Regions from separate parts of the Mus musculus genome. Here region 2 is linked to region 1. The links are chromatin contacts, called in public Micro-C maps. All regions are on one chromosome and are shown on one strand. Each heading gives the region's core, a stretch centred on a gene start, on an enhancer-like site or on the middle of the called end of the contact. The rest is flanking DNA. Distances are from core to core; before and after follow the strand shown. Region 1 overlaps Ttc27 (tetratricopeptide repeat domain 27). Region 2 has its middle 9.9 kb from the start of Gm31818.

Region 1 (4,165 bases), core at 605-3,104:
TCTGTGTTGTTGCTAATAGTGGTGGTGGCAGTATGATGAGATACTGACTCACTTTGTCTCCCAAAATGGTCCAGAATTCACAGTCCTCTTGCCTCGGCCTCCTGAGTCCTGGATTATATTTGAACCAACATACTTGATAGATATTTGATTTGGGGTTTTTAAATACAGTAGTCTTTAAATCCCCCAACATGATAAAATCAACAACTGCTAAATAGTTAATAGATATGCTTTTTAAAAATCATCAATTTGAAATTGTTTTAGTATTCTTTGTCTTTTCGGAAAGGTGGTTGCTTGGATAGGTGGTTACGTAGTTATGTGACTAAACAGTATCAATGGCCTGCCATAGAGCAGGTGCAGATGTGGCATGCATTAGCTGGGCCAGCCTATGAGCAGAGAGCAAAGAGCTTGTGCTGGAAAAGAACAAAAGGAGAACCAGTTTGTGAACCACTTAAGGCCCTGCTTTAGGGTTATCTAACTCTACGGGTAGGGGACTCTATTGTGATTTTGTGTAAATGACGGCACACATAGTATTGTTGAAAGTTTAACTGTGACTTCAGCTGTGAGCAGGAGCAGGAAGGAGCAGGAAGGAGCAGGAGCAGGAAGGAGCAAGAATAGGTTGAGGTTTGCTACAAAGGAAAATTTTCGAGTTTACCCTTGGATTGGCATGATTGAAGGAAGCCTTGGAACCAGTGTGAATGCCAGATGCTGTGTGTGTATGTGTGTCTGTGTCTGTGTCTGTGTCTGTGTCTGTGTCTGTGTCTGTGTCTGTGTGTAGTACAGGGGGATTGAACCCGAGTGTTGGCACATGGCAACTATACATTATACTACGCAGCAACATCTCCTGACTCAGATGTCTCTTAAATTAGCCACAGGAAATTCAGGAAGAAGGGAAAGTACCTTTTTGCAGGAGATGTGATATGGTTTTGGGTGTTAAATAGGAGGTGACGGTGCTGTGTTAAAGCAAAGATAGCTGACAGTCCCTTAGAGCTAAAAGCCTGAGTGAAAAGCCATTGTATAGAGCATGCAGATGCTGCTCCTCGGACTTAAATTGAAACTGCAGTAGTAAGCAAATGTCTTAGAGAACATTGTACCAGCTTAGAATATGAGACCGAGCCCTGTACTCTGGACATCTCCAGTGACTGGAGGAAGGTAGGAGAAGGACACTGCCAGAAATACAAATGAAATGGAATATACTCGGGTCAACACAGCACATTGGCCAGAGGGGAAAGAACTAAGGGAAGGGATCATAGAAATGAAACTATCAGGGTGATGCCAAATGCTATAACATTCATAGAAAGCCAAGAACTGGTCCCTGGCTTGAAGCCTGCTGGTGACGATCAAAAACAGACTCTGAGGACTGAAGAGTGGGTGCGGTGAGACAGCAGATTACTATCAGTAACCTGCTTCCTAGGGAGATGGTGGTCAAATGCAGTGCTGAACCGAGAATAGACAGCTAAGTAAAGAGATACTAGACGGCCTTGTTTTATTGCAGGCAGAAGTGAAACACTGGTGGACAAAGGTGAAGGGAAGCCAGTGGCAGTGCTGAGTGGTAGGGGGCAGTCAACGGGACTAATGCTTTCCTGAGACTGGAGCTTTTTAAAGCACTGATGATCTAAGCTAGGATGTAACGTGGATTCCTTTAGCAGTATTGAGAGATGCAAAAGCTTGTTAAGATGCAGGCTTGCAATCCTTTGTTTTTTGTGTGTCAGTGGGGAGAGGAGAGGTGTGAGTCCCCTGTGAGCAGTGGTAGAATAAATGGGCAGTGTGCTTTTGCTGCCTAGAGGCGAATGAAGCAACAATGGATGGTCAGGAAAGGCCTGATGGAGAAGTGATTTTCACTGAGCACTTAAAGAAGGGTTAGATTCACAGAAGTGAAACTGGGGGCATGTCTTCTGGGAATAATATATTCTGCATGTGCAAACACCAGTCATTTAGAAAGCAAAGATTCTTGGTGACTGTAGAGTTCTGACTTTATTCTATTCTATCCTAATAGTAACACAGCAAGGAGTTTTACATATGACCAGGCTTCAGGTACTGACTTTTAAGCACTCTGTAGATACTCTTAGCCAGCGGCACAATCACCAAGATCCTTAATGTTTTTACTAACTTTATAGATGAAGAATTAGAAGTGTCAGTTTGTACCAGCCGCTGTAGTTGATGAAGACAGGAGTTGATATTCAGCCTGGACATTTGCCCTAGCTTCAGAGCTCTTAACTTCTCGGTTTGACCTCTGTAGGAGATTGTGGAGGACACAGTGCCATATTGGCCAAGGCCAAGTCTAGAGCGTCCTGAATACCTTCAGCTGTTAGCGTAGACGTTGTTTCCCGTCAACAAAGAGTCACTGGGCTATTGGAAGAAGCAGAATAAAGTTGTAAGATTGGAGCTGTCTGGCACAGGGTGCCCAGTGAATCTCCTGAGCTCTCCCTGTGAGTCAGACCTTTGAATCATGGTTCATCCCAAGGCCTGGGCCATACTCACCCTTATGTACAGGGCAAATGTTGCCTGTCCTTTTAGTGGTTTTTGTTTTGAGGCAGGATCTTACTGTGTAGGCTAGGTTGGCTTTGAGCTTGTCATTTTTCTGCTTCAGCCTCCCTAACACTGGGTTTATGGCATGTGACACTATGCCTGACTCATTTTAGTTTTTGAAAGGATAAAGTATCTACATTTGAAATGTGACCCAATAATTTCTGTCGTAAAGTTATTACTTGTGGTAGAAAATTCAAGGAGGTTGGTGTTCCCTTTTCAAAGAGCAGACAGGATGGACATATGTGAATAATATGTACAGAAAAAAAAGAGTCTTTTTCTTTCTTTCTCATATTGGCTAGCAATAAAAAAAAGAAAGGAAGGAAGGAAAAAAAAAAGAAAGGAAGGAAGGGAAAAAAAAGAAAGAAACTCCTAAGGCTTAATTTTACAGCTGCCAAGAACCCTGTGGTAGCGTCTGGGCCGTGATAGAGTGGGGAAGGTGGAAACCCTGCCTGATGCCTGCTTGGTTCTGAGACCTAGGAACCCCAGAGGCATGGCACAGGCCGGTCTGTTCTGTGCCTGCATAAGGTGGAAAGCCGAGTCTGCAATCACTCCACTGCTCGGAAAAGCAGAGCCAGCATACGTATGGGCTAGCTCAGTTCTGGTGCAGTCAGCTCTCTGCAGCAAACGTGCAACTGTCTCTCCCGCCTGTTGCTCTGCAAGGTGATGAGAGAAATCACTCTTGCCCGTTATCTGTAGCCAACAGGGAGATAAACCTTCTGGGAAGGTCTCGGGAGCAGATGACTTACGTGGTGTAAGTTTTCTGGAAAGAAGAGGCAAATAACAGAATAGCTGTAAACATCCAAACAAGAAACAGCATTAAACAACCAATAGTAGAATTCTTTTACAACAGTAAAAGGAAAATTAAGGAAACTATCCCCTTAGGGAGACAGTAAAACTGACAGGTTAAAGAGTGTTCTCCTTCAGTGAGGGGAATATTAGAGTGCAAGTATGGTGATGCACGACTTAAGAGCATGGAGCATGTCTTGGGGAAAGCCACTACCAAACAGAGGTGGCAGTGATCTTGGATTTGGCCTAAGGGTATTTCCTGTTTGTTGAACTATATTCAACAGCTTGTTTTCATTTGTGCCATGAGACTGAGGTAGGGAAGAAGGCACAGGATAGAGAACGGGGCGTGCCTTTAGGGCTAGATTATGTTAACCTTTAGTTCATGTGACAGACAGACGCCAACCAGTTGGTCCCGAAGGGACATAGCAGAAATTGTGAACTTGTTTATTCATGTGGACAGCGCCCCATTCCCACCCCCAAGCCCCCCAGTCCCTTAGGAAGAAGGAACTCTGGGTAGCAAGTCAGAAAACTGGCGAGGCAGTGGTGGTGCACGCCTTTAATCCCAGCACTTGGGAGGCAGAGGCAGGCAGATCTCTGAGTTCAAGGTCAGCCTGGTCTACAGAGTGAGTTCCAGGACAGCCGGGACTACACAGAGAAACTCTGTCTTGAAAACAAAACAAAACAAAACAAAAGGAAATTGTGATATCCAAGCAAGTGGTATTTCTGTCTGTTTCCTTCGTGCTGTAAAGTTATCTTTTTAGTCATAAAAGTAATTTTACTCATTCTCTAGTGGCCTTAGATGGCTAATTTCTATTTTTGGTGTTGAAGTTTATAAAGTGCTGTAATTGCTCTC
Region 2 (4,165 bases), core at 626-3,125, 150 kb after region 1:
GCTGATTTCCCTTACAAACTCAACCACAACCACCAACAAAAATGTGTATAGGTGTTTTGCCTGCATGTATGTGTGTGCACCATGTACATTGCTGGTGCCCACTGAGGCCCTAAAGACATCAGAGCCTCTGGGAATGGAGTTACAGACCATTGTGAGCTGGTATTATGGGTTCCAGGAATTGAGTCCAGGTCCTCTGGAAGAGCAGCTGGTGTGCTTAGCTACTGAGCAATCTGTCAGGCCCCATAATGTTTGCCTTAGTCTATGTCTCCTTGAATTCTCTTTAACCTCCTGTCCTCCTGTGAACTGCCTGTTTTCCTGGCATCAACATTTAGACCTCACAATCCCCCACCAAACCCTGCCAAGATGGGTATGAGACCTTAATCCCCAGTACGACCGTGTTGGGAAGAGGGGCTAATGAGAGCTAGTTAGGCCATCATAGTGAAGTGAGCAGATCAATGCCATGGTCAAGAGAATGGATCTCTTATTGGCAAGTTTGGCTGGTCTTTTCCCTTACTTCTACCTCTTCTTATAGACTACACAGTGAAACAGCCTTCACCAAGGGCCCACTCCTCAATTTTAGACTTTCCAGACTTTAGGACTACAAGCGGATACATTTTTGTTTGTTTTAAGCTACCCAGTGTCTGGTACTCTGTTATAAAAATGGACTAAGTGGCTCTGTCTGGATCCACAGTATCCCAGGCAGAGCACAGGGACACAAGCCTTGCCTTTCCCAGCAACATCTCAGATCTGTGGGAGGAGACTGTTGCATGGCTTTCCTTGATGGGATATGAAGAACTGTCTGTCACCCTAGATAGGGTACTGGCAGACGAAGGAAGAATTCCATCCAAGTTAAGTTTGATGACACAAGGGGTTCTTAGAGTCCCTCCCAGAGAACTCTCCCTCCTGGCTGCTGTACACACAGGGTCTCCCTGGCAGCCTGGACATCTTGTGGCAAGCTGTGCCCCTGATGAATCCCCATGAACGATGTGCAGGCAGACTCGCTACAGAAGAGTCTCTGCCCTTTCCCCCAGCCAGTGCTCATTTATCATACAGCTTCAGAGAGGGTCAGGCCTGGCAGATATCTTATGAGGGGTCATAGCTTCTTCATACATTGACTGAGGGTGCCCCATGAACCTCCTAATGCTAATAGTTCCTCCTCTCCTGAAACTCTGAGGGCGATCACTGCTGGCCTCGCTTTAGACAGATCATGTTGACAGCTCCACAACAGGGACATTTGCTGTTGAGTGCCTTCTACCTGTCAGTGTGGTAGTCTAAGCCATGGTCCCCAGTGCCTGCAATCCGGGAATACAACCTAATATGTCAAGAATGCGGATGTGATTATGAGGGTTTTCAATGATGAGATATTGTTCTTGGAGCATCTGGTCGTGTTCAGTGACAGTTGTCTTTCTAAGAGGAGGACAGAAAGAGCTTTGGCCCAGGAGAGAGAGGTATAGTATTGAAACAAAAGCTTCCTTGAAATATGGAGGAAATGGCCAGGAGCCCAGGAATGTAAGGCATAGGACTTTAGAATCTGGGAAAGACAATAGGAGGATTGTCCCCAGAGCCTTCAGAGGGAAGGTTGTACCCCAATGACCTTAATTTGGACCCAGCAAAACTAGTTTTAGGCTCTGGCATCCAGATCTGGAAGAGAATAAATGTGTTGTTTTAAATGGCCAAGCTTTCAGTAATTTGTTACAGCAACCACAGAAAACTGTACAGGAAAAGAAAAAAAAGCAAAAGTTTTTTCACCAAAAAGAAAAGCCTGAAGTTTTATTGTGTGTCTATCCAGCCGCTACTAGTTTTGAAGACTGCATTCATTCTACAGGGAAGGCATCGTGAGCTCTGCAGTCCAAGCAAGAGTGAAGAAGAGAATTACAAAGGCACAGTGGGTGTTGTGCTTCCCAAACCAAGTGAAAGGCGAGGTGCCAGACACTAAGTTGGAACCAGAGGGTGTTTCCTCCAAGTCACTGTAAAAGAATTCTGAAAAAAGGCCAGTGTGCCCAGCGTTTTCCCCGCAGTTGACATTTATGACATATCAGCCTGTGTTCACAGCTCAGTGGATGGACAATTGGACCCCCAGGACCCATAAAGAGCCTGAAGCACCAGCTTCCCCCAGCTCAGAGAACGTGGCTTAAACTAGATAGCTGTTAAAAATTGAAACTGAGCAAAGGCGAATTCAGAGAAGCATTTAGGGCACACATGTTCTTGTTCTCCCTATGGTGGGGGCCGAGAGTAAACTACTAATGATCAGGTAAGGGTAAGAGGCCCTGAGTTTGAGTTACTGGGCTGTGCCTGCTGGATCGGTAAGAAGAACCTGCGGTAGGAGGTGGGTGGAGGTGGGTGGGCTTTTCCATCGCTCGTTTCACTGTTCTCCGTGAAAGTCGTGGAAGTTAGGGAAGTTAGCACCAGAAGACTGTGGGTGCTGGAGACAAAGCAGAACAAGGAAAGCTAACGTTTGAATAACCTTGCCAGGAGCCAGAAGTAGCTTAGGCCACGGGAAACAGCAGCTGGCCTTTCTCACGTGGTCTTTCTTCATACCTTCGGGATCGCACTCTTGAAGCTCACTCTGTTTCCCATTTCCATGGGAATACATGTGAGCCTAGCTTGGGAAAGCATAACTAAAAGTCCCTCGGACAGAGTCTGGGTGTCCATGATGGGCTCTCAGCGGTGGCTTTTCCTCGCTTCGGGGCAGATGGCTCCATCCTGCTCTGAATCTCAATTAGCCGTGTTGCTCTCCAAACAGCTGCAAAATCATCTCACTCGACTAACTTCACATCTCACTTAACTTCTGATTTTACATTGGAATATACACTGTGGGGACTAAGAGCTTGCTACCCTAAACTCATGGACCTCCACCAGACTGAATGCTGCTGCTTTTGAGTGACAGTGGTCTCCACGGCAAGCAAAACCCTTTCTCTAGATGACCTGTGTCACTTCCCTTGGTGCTTCACGAGTTCCATCAGACTAATGCTACTACTCTTTTCTCCCTGCAACAGGGAGCGTGCTGTTTTCACAGTCCCCTCTCTACCTTCTCCTGAATACTACCTCCTCTAGGCTCTGCAGTGACATCTCAGTTAGGCTCTTACTAACCAGGGCTAGTCCACTAACCAGTCCACTAAGTGACTAGATGCTTTCAAATGTGAGTTACTAACTATAGCAAAGGTACCTTAGATGTTTACTGCACCTACCCATTTTGATAACCTTTTAACCTAGTGTCTCTCTCCTTCTGTCTCTACAGTATATTCTCACATCAAGATACTTGATAATGGTTGTAATGGTTCCATTGGTCATATTAGAAAATAAGACCGACATAGCTTAGGCTTGTTCCCGACTAGTTCATATAAATTAATTCTATTTATATTCATCCATGTTTACCACATGGCTGGACACCTCTCCTCAGCACCGTACGTCTGAGTTCCAAGTCTGGCTGGCAGATCTCCCATCTCTCAATTCTTCCCAGAGTTCCCATCTCTTCTTGGATGTCCCGCCTTTCCTCTCCTGTCCTGCTATAGGCCATCAGCTGTTTATCAAACCAATCAGAAGTGATGGGGAAGAATGTTTACAAACTACGATGCAGGCGATGCTTTATAAACATAACAAACAGTACTCAGTGCTCCCTGGCTCAGAAATCAACATCTGAACACTACAAAGACAACCTTTACACAGTGCCCAAGATTATCCCAACACTAGGGCAGTGCAGAGCAGAAAGCCATCGCGGATCTAAGTGACTTCTTTTCCTGTATCTGAATCGGATCTCTACTTTAAATCAACCATTCAAGAAATATGCGCCTGGGCTGGTGAGATGGCTCAGTGGATAAGAGCACCCGACTGCTCTTCTGAAGGTCCGGAGTTCAAATCCCAGCAACCACATGGTGGCTCACAACCATCCGTAGATCTGACGCCCTCTTCTGGAGTGTCTGAAGACAGCTACAGTGTACTTACATATAATAAATAAATAAATCTTTAAAAAAAAACAAACAAACAAACAAAAAAAAGTCTCTTGTTTAAAAAAAAAAAAACGTATTGTTGCCAGGCGGTGGTGGCGCACGCCTTTAAAGAAAAAAAAAAAAAAAAAAAAAAAAGAAATAGGCGCCTTCCTTCACCCGTGGGAAAGAAAGGAGACTTGGAAGATGAGTGACAGAGAAGGAAGTGCTGTGTATTGGGA

Evidence for each region. A called contact is a pair of places that touch in the nucleus more often than the background predicts.
Region 2: a Micro-C map of the HL-1 cell line shows a contact between it and region 1, with 2.5 times the contacts expected there. The contact joins two enhancer-like sites. A contact is called at or near these places in 4 of 484 Hi-C or Micro-C datasets (the 3T3-L1 cell line, the C2C12 cell line, the HL-1 cell line and 1 more) and 1 of 115 datasets of contacts at active chromatin or transcription factors (embryonic stem cells).

Annotation. Positions count from the first base shown.
Region 1 is chr17:74,806,662-74,810,826 of GRCm38.p6, forward strand. The region is part of intron 13 of Ttc27 (tetratricopeptide repeat domain 27); the gene reads left to right. Among named protein-coding and RNA genes, the nearest start is that of Ttc27, 91 kb to the left of the region's middle. Within about 2 kb of position 1,855, at least 29 of the 459 cell types and tissues checked have an H3K27ac peak or open chromatin away from gene starts, as enhancers often do. A contact at or near this core is called in the C2C12 cell line and the HL-1 cell line, where this site is marked.
Region 2 is chr17:74,958,151-74,962,315 of GRCm38.p6, forward strand. No RefSeq gene overlaps it. Among named protein-coding and RNA genes, the nearest start is that of Gm31818, 9.9 kb to the left of the region's middle. Within about 2 kb of position 1,876, at least 19 of the 459 cell types and tissues checked have an H3K27ac peak or open chromatin away from gene starts, as enhancers often do. A contact at or near this core is called in the C2C12 cell line and the HL-1 cell line, where this site is marked.